Linked DNA regions of Danio rerio: regions 2 and 3 are each linked to region 1. The links are chromatin contacts, called in public HiChIP or PLAC-seq maps. All regions are on one chromosome and are shown on one strand. The core of a region is the stretch at or near the end of the contact, and the rest is flanking DNA. Distances in the headings are between cores, read along the strand shown. Region 1 holds the start of lpin2 (lipin 2). Region 2 holds the start of stam (signal transducing adaptor molecule (SH3 domain and ITAM motif) 1). Region 3 holds the start of adcyap1b (adenylate cyclase activating polypeptide 1b).

The links. HiChIP or PLAC-seq counts read pairs in DNA pulled down with a chosen protein or histone mark.
Region 2: a contact with region 1 is called in an H3K4me3 HiChIP or PLAC-seq map of embryo, with 6 times the contacts expected there. The contact joins the promoter of stam here to the promoter of lpin2 in region 1. A contact is called at or near these places in 1 of 18 Hi-C or Micro-C datasets (an unstated tissue) and 1 of 4 datasets of contacts at active chromatin or transcription factors (embryo).
Region 3: an H3K4me3 HiChIP or PLAC-seq map of embryo shows a contact between it and region 1, with 5 times the contacts expected there. The contact joins the promoter of adcyap1b here to the promoter of lpin2 in region 1. A contact is called at or near these places in 3 of 18 Hi-C or Micro-C datasets (caudal fin, fibroblasts and an unstated tissue) and 1 of 4 datasets of contacts at active chromatin or transcription factors (embryo).

The regions. Positions count from the first base shown.
Region 1 is chr2:33,919,369-33,922,455 of GRCz12tu, forward strand. It overlaps lpin2 (lipin 2), which reads left to right and starts at 1,475. Exons shown (of 20, transcript XM_702758.9): 1 at 1,475-1,721. myom1a (myomesin 1a (skelemin)) reads left to right here. Exons shown (of 38, transcript NM_001161340.1): 38 at 1-1,070.
Region 2 is chr2:34,401,968-34,405,054 of GRCz12tu, forward strand. stam (signal transducing adaptor molecule (SH3 domain and ITAM motif) 1) reads left to right here and starts at 1,514. Exons shown (of 15, transcript NM_200120.1): 1 at 1,514-1,708. The coding sequence starts at 1,669. The region is part of intron 3 of LOC141378367 (a long non-coding RNA gene); the gene reads right to left.
Region 3 is chr2:34,266,693-34,269,779 of GRCz12tu, forward strand. adcyap1b (adenylate cyclase activating polypeptide 1b) reads right to left here and starts at 1,667. Exons shown (of 5, transcript NM_214715.2): 1 at 1,329-1,667; 2 at 831-935. The coding sequence starts at 934. It also overlaps a transcript of yes1 not described here.

The sequences.
Region 1 (3,087 bases), core at 225-2,724:
AACTTAAAGGGTTAGCTCGCCACAAAATGTAAGTTCTGTAATCATTCACTCACTGTAATTGCAAACCCGTGAGACTCTTGAGGAATCATTTGTGATGGCTGAGAGATTTCTGTTCTTCTGTTTAAAGTTGTCATTCAAACTTCTGATGCTTTACAATATTTTGTAATGTTATCTATATGAGTGATAGACTTTCAGTGAACAGGCAGAAAGCTCTTTGAATTTGACTAAATATTTTCATTTTGGTTCTGAAGATGAATTAAGGTCTTGATGATGGTGAAATGGATGTCAGAAATACACCAAGATAAATCTTTTTTTTTTTTTAATTTTAGTAAAGGCATGTGGATGTTGATTGGAGGTTGCCAACATTTAAAAGTTTCTCTAGAAGTATCAATCCCAGATTGTGGTAGCAAACATATACTTTTAAACTGCTAACCTAGGCTAATGTATAAACCTGAAAAAAAAGAAAATACTCAAGTGGATAACCTCAAATTGAATTACCAGTACATGCAGCTTAAATTTCTAATTTATAAAACTAATGAAATATGATAATTTCTTAATCCTGAAACCATTAATGTGTGAAAAACATTTGTGAAAAGCATTTTAGCAACTGAAGATGTGCATCTTGTTGCTTTGTGTTATTAAAACGTATTAAAAACACTTGAGTATAGCAAAATTAATGTTTTGAATTAAAAAGCTTTGGTTGTTGCTTTATTTTTAAGCAAAACTGGAACATTAGTGTGAAAATAGCATGTATCTCAACTGTTGTCATGGTTTAATTAAAACTGATTGTCAGTGTGAATATACTGTTTTGTGAGACAGTGTATCATATGATTAAAATCAAATTGTCTTTCAGCTGTAGACAACAGAAATTTAAAGTTGGGTAAAGGTTGCTATAGCCAATGTGATTTGGTAAATCCTTTCTCTGTAAAAAATATATATCTGGATACTCTCATTTGTAGTTTTATGATTTATTGTTATATGTCTGCTGATATATCTTGCTTAATGCATTTTATGTGTTAATATGTGTAAGGTTTGAATATAATACAGTAAGCAGCAAGACAGTTTAATCTGTGTAGGTCCTTCAGATAAGCAAATGCAAATGCTATTGAGTCAAGACGCTTTTGTTGCTTTGTGGTCATAGCTGATATACAGATCATAGTCAGTGCTATGCAATAAAATTAACCAGTTATAATGCGAAAAGTGTGTATGCCTTTAAACCTGCCAGTCCTGTAATTGTAAGGACCTGCACCGTTTCAAATTAGTTTACATCATATTTATGCATGATAAGAGAGCATGATAATGAAAATGAAACCGCTTGTCGACTGAATAGGTACGGAGCAAGCATAATCACAAACAACCTTCTAGAAGGAAGTGGTTGAGGAGGTTGATCTGGTGATTTTTAGCCAGGGGAAATTCTGCTTTGGCGGGTCACGTGAGAGGCCTCTTTTTGAAGTGCCTGCCTGCGTCGCGTCACGTCACGGCCAACCGCCGCCGCTGTGTGTGTGAGCCGCTGCCTGACCGGTTCGCGGTGGTTGTACCGTAGAAGTGACCCTCCGAAAAAAAATACTCAGTGTTATGATACACCAAAACATCAGGAGGGATCCGGCAGACATGGAGAGCTGTAAATACTCGCTGCTTGTTGAAATGAATGAATAACGTCGGCGCGGACAAGCAGACGGCGACAAAACGTCCAGTATCTCAACAACAGCAGCAACTGAAAGGTAAACATTACTCGTGACGTTTCCTAGTTAACGTTAACTATTTTAGGCTAATATACAACGTAAATGTGTGTAATGTTTATTTTAAAGCTGAAGCGCGTTGTGCTTTGACAGCATATAGGTGCAAGTGTCATTTAGCCCGTCGGCTAGTCGAGCTAACCAGAATGCTGATGCTGTGACAGGATCATCCCCTGTATCATATTAACGTTAAAACCTAACATGACATGCCTTCAATTTGGTTATTTGTTCGTTTGAAGCTAGCTAATGCTACATTTAGATACAAACATCACTTGTATGCCGATGAGAGATGTTGTGTGGATGTAGAAGACTGCAATTTTACTAAACAACAGCATTATGTCATTGCACTGACCGACAGGAGTTTGACACACAGAGAGCATTAACGTTAGTGTGTGTGCGATTTCGATGATTTTGTATTTTTAATAAGACTAATTACAAAACTAGTCACTTAATTTCTATCAGATAAACAATTTTTCTGTGATAATTTGACATACAAACAGCCAGGGCTGTTAAGCAATCGCAGGCTCATGTGGTATTAGTGAGCATTAGTGCTGATAAAGACAGCTGTACTCAAACTTGTCTGAACTTGTTTACAACTGTGAGCAGCACTTTTGCTTTTAAACGAGTATTGTCGAGCCGTTAAATGCAAGTCACTGTTTTAACTTTGTTTTCTACTACTGTGTTACCCGATATAACTTTCTGTTATTTAATACATGGCTTCTGGCTATATCTTGTTATGACATTGTTGTTCACACATACTCTATGCTTTGTGTCTCTCCTGAATGACAAGTCATGTTGTTTACCTCTCAATGTCAAAGAATTGAAAAATTAAACCTTGAGCAACATTTGAGGAGACCACATTTGAGGAGCTGTAATATAGGCATTTCTAAATTGTATTGGCTTTCTTTGTTTATACGTCTAGATTTTGTTCAGCAGGAGAGAATGCTTGTGATTATTTTTGCTGACTTGTTTGTCTTTTGTAACTGAACTCAATTACCTTTTTATGTTATGCAAGTGGACGACACAGCAAAATGTCAAGCAAAAAATGTCAAGCAAATCAGGCGGTTAAACCATTTTGTAAATTCAGTGTACCAACCATTTGTGTTAATTCTGCGAAGGTGTGCTTTTCAAGGTCAGAATTGATTCAAAAAAGTTTTCAGTTTTATAACCTGACTTCACCTTTTCAACCCTGGTTCCATTTTGGGGTATAACCTGCCACCTTTGTGGGGCCCTGTGAACTTTCGTTCGGTCTTCTTTCGTTTTTTCAGTTTTTCTTGTTTTCGTTAAGTCTTTCTTCCGTTCGGTCTTTCTTACTTTCACTATTATTGTTTTTTTCTTTCGTTCTGTCTTC
Region 2 (3,087 bases), core at 264-2,763, 480 kb after region 1:
GTATTTAAATACTATGATTGTTCCACGTTTGTTGTACTGTATAACGAGCTGGTCTCAATCATGTAAATCATCTTTAACACTGTTGAAATCAATATACAAGAGAGCACTTAAAGTTCAAGCCTTGGTTGTACCATCACTGCGATCTCTTTAAAAACATAATATTAAATAATACAATATTTGTTTTGTTTTTAAAATTATTCACAATCTTTCTGCTCCATCGTTTAAAAAATTATTTTAAATTCCAAATCAGAAAACATCGCAAGTGACGCATTCTATGGTAAAAGGGGAATGTATTGCCCCTCTTTTGGTCAATTCTCTTTTATTTATAAAGCCTCAAATCTATGGAATTCTGTCCCAACAGAAATAATCACATGTACAAATTATATGATGTTTTCACTCCTGACTAGGAGGTGGTTTTTGTGAAATCAAATTTGTACACACTGAGTGAGATGTTTTTGAGTTGTCAGGGTTTTAGTTTATATGCGATTGTGCCTGAATGTTTTAATCTGACTTTTTAACTAATTGGATATCATTGTTTTAATTCTAACCTGTCCAGGGACTGCAGTTGGAAATTAGCAATCCTGCTACAACCTGGCACAATGCATCTTTCCTCTGTGGTTAATGTAATTTTTGTGCATTGTCCCTGTTAAATAAATAAATTCATTCATTCACCAAATAAATTCTAGCCTATGGTTGTTAGACTGCTGCACTTTTTTCGTGTTGTCAATACGCTCATGTTTATATAGGCCTATTATTATTATTACACTTCTGAGGAATGTGGGGGTCACAAGTCACTGGCATTGTTATTTTGGGGTCGCGTGCTGAAAAGTTAGGGAACCCCTGCTCTAAAACATTATAAAGAGCCCAAACATTTGAAGGTATAGTATTTATTTAACTTTATGGTTTTACATTTTTAAACTACATTTTAAACTTGTATAAATGCATGAGGTATTTTTAGATCAGGAAATGTAACCTCAAAAATATATTTTTGGAAGCCCCTATGTTTGAAGGTAAGTCCGTTTGAATTCATAGTTTATTACTTATACAAATATAATGCCATTGCAAAGCACTATGAACACATCCACAGCTCAGTTTCTGAAAAATTACTACAATTTCCCCACACCAATATTCTATTTTAGTTCTAACAATTTCCCCTCACAGTCTTAATTGTAGTTTGAATAAACAACAAGTTGTCTTAATTCCCCAATAATGAAAAAAATCACAAATTTAGATTTTTAACCAAATAAACAAAACAAGAGGGGGTGAATGTAAATATAATCTCGTGACTGCTGAGTCAGAGAGCCTGTCGTACCATGTGATGATCAAGTCATATGATTTGTCACCGAACTGTCCTTAACTCCTATAAATCATTGTTTACACCACATGATTAATAAACCCCACCGTCCAAACACCAATCCTTTACCAGGGGAATCATATTTATTTGGCTATGCCCGTCTGTTTGTATGTTTAACTGTGCGGCGTGTGTATTACCCAGAATGCACCACTGCAGGGAGTGAGTGACTGAGTAGGGGATCCCGATTCCCGTCAGCGACACTGAGCGGAGTTTCTGTTCTATTATGTTTATTCATTCACTTTTAATCAAGTGCTGACAGGGAGAAGCACAAGAAGAGGATCGAGTTTAGGTTTGGTAGCGTGTATTTCTCGGCCATGCCTCTCTTCACGACAAATCCATTTGATCAAGATGTTGGTAAGTTTGAGCTGTCATGCATTTAGCGGTCGAGCTAACGGAGCTCTGCTGTGTCTATTGTTGTTCACGCCAACACACCGGCTTTATGTATCGCTTCAGTTTTACTTGAAATACTCGAGACATTGCCGTAATGGTGTTCCGGTGAATGAATAATCAACAATCGCGAATTTATCTTGAGGTTATTAACATGACAACACGCTCACAACTCGTGAGCTTAACATGTTATTAGCCTGATTGCTAGCCAAGTTTGTTGCCGAAGGAGCTGGGACTGTCGACTCGCTTTGTTTGTACGGCCCTGACAGCGCACTATTTGGTAAAAACACGTACTCACGGGTCATATTGTACGATTTAGGACATATTACTACTTTATTATATATATGTATCCAACACTCAAGCTAACGGTGCATACAGTGACGCTGCAAATGACCCCGCCTGCTCCTTTTATGTGTTATGAGCTGTGTATGCTCCTACAATATCCGCTATAGTAGGCTATTATTAATGTTACAGATCTGTATTGTGTTTAACTTTGTTGTATTCTGAGCCTGCTTATGTGAGTTTTGCTGGGCAACAGTTAACCAACCCAGTTAGCATCTGCTAATGTAATGTATATGTAGGCACTTTGATGCATGAAGTGTTAGGGTTAGATTCTATATTCACATGTATGTTATGTGCATTACAGTAACTGCAGACGTCATTGACAGTCTGATGGCATAAGGGATTTTCAGTAAAGAATTGGTCTACTGTTCAGTGTTTTGTATTAGTATTTATGTTGAAATTGCAGATATTGAACATGGGCGGTGTGTTTTTATGTTTCAACTGACCTCTGTTCTCTATTTGACTGTTTGCGAGACTGGTCAACACAATCTCAAAGTGAATGTAGGTCACTGGTTAACCTTTTTTAGTAAGGGGAGATATCTGATGTGCCTTTAAATGATTTTTATAGGACTTAAAAGAAAATCAGATTCACAAAGGTTGCTGTGAATGATTCCAAGCTAAAATATTTTAATAATAATCAATACTCTACAAAATGTATAATAATAAGCTTTTTGCAGAAACCCATATTCTTAAATGGCATCATTCGTTTTTTTTTCATTGCATTTTCTCATATCCAGCATATGTTTTATGCAGCGGATGCCCTTCCAGCAGCAAGCCAACACTGGGAAACATACACTTATTCACACACACCATGGCCAATTTAGTGTATTCAATTCACCTATAGCACGTCTTTGGACTGTGGTGGAAACCGGAGCACCCGGAGGAAACCCACGCCAACAAGTGGAGATCGTGCAAACTCCACACAGAAATGCCAACTGACCCAGCTGGGGCTTGAACCAGCGACCTTCTTGCTGTAAAGTGATCGTACTGCCCACTATGCCACC
Region 3 (3,087 bases), core at 417-2,916, 350 kb after region 1:
TTCAGATAAAAATAGCATATTAAAAAATCTAGATAAATTGCTAAATTAATTCCTTTGCTTTACGAAAAGATATTATAATAACTATAAAAATATAAAAATAAATAGTGAAAATGCCTCATGCTTAGCTAATTTATAGATCTAATTGTTCTAAAATAAACAGTTTAATCAAGGCTAAATGAATATAATATTATATCATATTATATTTGGATGCGCCCTTCGCAGTAAAACAATAAATAAATAAATATGACAAAGCTCACTATATTTGCCCAAACAATATTTTATGGTGTCTGTGGAAACGTACTAGTTAGCTAGAAATAACCAAATACATCTGACATTATAATCTTTTAATCATCAGTAAATTCACACAACAAAAGGGTCCCGCACTGAGCATTCTCATTCGTTTTTTCTTCGGTTTGTACAGTGACGCCACTGTACCGTCATCTTACGGGCCACCCGTTACATTCATTGGTTTCTCATTTTCATACAAGCTACACTGCATCTGCCTGTCCCGATGGAGAAATTCCTTCTTAGCGATGCGAACGCCCTCCCACATTGCGCTTGCACTGTAGCCTTGCGTGAACACTCAGGGGGAAATCTCGTTGGGTTTGTTACTGTTTGAAGTCTACATAATTATTCAACAAAGCCTATTTTATTCCCATCTAAAAAAGAAATTATGCTATTTAAGAAATAATAATTATTAAAAATATATACATTTTGCGCACTTACAATATTCGATTTTGGAGTAGGATATTTAGGCTGTAAATAAGTCTCTTTTTCGTTTCAACATGAAATGAAACCACGAATCGTTGAGCAGAAAGGCATAAACCTACCTCATCTTGGGAAAAGTCATCCCAATAGGCGTGCAGTAGGCGCTGTAGTGCATCATGATTCCGTAGATGATCAACGCTAAAGTCGCTTTACTAGATCTGGCCATGCTGTAAAGATACAAGAAAGTTAAATGAATAACTTAAAAATATAACACACTCATTTAGAGTAGTCCAAATGATTTCTTTTTAATCATTGATTTATCCGACGCCTATATAGCGCTTGTTTTACAGTAATACGCAAAGAACTTTTGTTAAGAAAGCCTAAAAAATCCAGAAAGGCAAAACTGATACTTTGTTACTCATATTTTCCTCTCGTAAGATGATCTGAAAAGTTTAAAGATTGCCATGCATGCGCAACAGAATCCTTCTCCCGGTGTGGCAAACGATAAAAGCGGCTGATAATCTTTTAGAAAAAACAAAATCCAGTTGCTCTCGCGTCTTCGTATCACAATTCCTTGGTTTAAACCGAATAAAAACGCCTTTTCCCTGGGTTTAACCTACCTATTGCAGAGTAGGTAGATAGAAATGCTGTTGGATGCGACTCGGGTGCGGCTGTGATTGTGTGAGAGAGATAGAGATCTTCCTCACAGCACCTCTTCCCTGAAGCGCCACCGTCCTTTGCTTCTGTGCTCGTCGGTTCAACCCCTTCACTTTTATACAATAACCAATATAAACAAAATCACTTTCGCAAACAAAACCTCGATGAAATCAGCAGCACTCGTTTGTCTACATATCCTTTTACAAAACTTTTTTTTCTGCCGTGCTCCGATTACCACGGATTTTTATCCATGAATAGGGAGTCTTGCCTTTTTTTCAATAAGTCACATTAAGTATGCCACAGACGTCATCAACCCTTCCTCCCGGGATATAATAGTACAGTTCCTTCCTCATCGATGAACGAGTCACACACACATACACCTCAAATGGAACTTTCCTCTAAACGTAATTTCGGGAGAAAGGACATTTTGCAACTTTTTTCAACTTGACATGACAATGTGACTGCCAATTAGGATCACCGGTCCATGGGTTGTGTCGAGGTCCCAAACCACATCAGTCACTCCACACTGACACTCAGGCACTGCAATGATGGGGCAATAGAGGGTGGACACGACAAACAAAAAGTGCCTTGTTCAATAACGCCACATTTGTCACGGGGTCACGTCTTCGAGAGCTGTCCACCACTGCGGTTCTGAAATAGCTTAGTTTATATGTAACGCTACCTCATATAGCTTATATATTTTTTTGCTCGTGTTATATTCTGAATTCTGCCCTGACAATAATGTATACTTTTATTTTAAGAAACAATTAATAACAGATTCAATTATTTATTTTGGTCTCATATGCGTCATGGCTTTTTTTTTTGTAAACGGAAATTACTGCATCTGTGGAATATATATATTTATTTTCAGGATGACACATCTGTATTTCTTCCACTTATAACATAAAGTTTAATATAAGTATTTTAATCAAGTAGAATACGTGGATTTGTCAAGGTTTTATGAGCAGAGTAGATCCCAAGTGTATTCACTGGCCTGTCCGCACACATATGACGAAGTTTGGAGTCGTGCACGACCATAGCTTTGCTATGAATTAATTCATGCTTACGATCAGTGAACTCTGACGTCGTATGACGAAACTATAAGTCACCGCTTGGTATGTATACTCACTCATTTCGTACACAGTGCGTGATTTATTTTAACAATGAATCTGAGCCTGGGTTCAAGATCATCTCAGGTCTGTTTTTACTTCAATACTGCCACCAAGTGTTCCAGTTCACACACTACGTATAAATGCGTATTGCCAAAGTTGATTTCAGATGTCCGGATCATCTGTCTGCGTCTTTTAGCCTTGGTTTTATGTAAACTTGTCTATAATAAAATACGTTTGGTGTGAACGCTAATGAAGTGATATAATGCGACAGTAGGCTATGCTTTGTCGATACAGACCTACATTATGTCTTCTGAAACGTGCTGTTGCTATAGTTACCGCACGAGTTATGTGCAAAAGACTTTAATTTTAAAATCTTTATAACTAGTGATTAGCGAAACATTTGAAAAAGATGTTCAAAGATGTGGTCACTGAAACTTTAGATCTATGTTGCTGTATGAGTAAGTTATGCTTAAATTGTGCTATTACGTTTGGGTTTGGTTGAAACGGGGTTAAACATCTGTTGTTTTTTTTTCTTTCTTTTACCTGATTATTGAATTTATTTAACCCTTGCTCATCGTTATAAATAGATTAACAAAAAGTAATGTATATA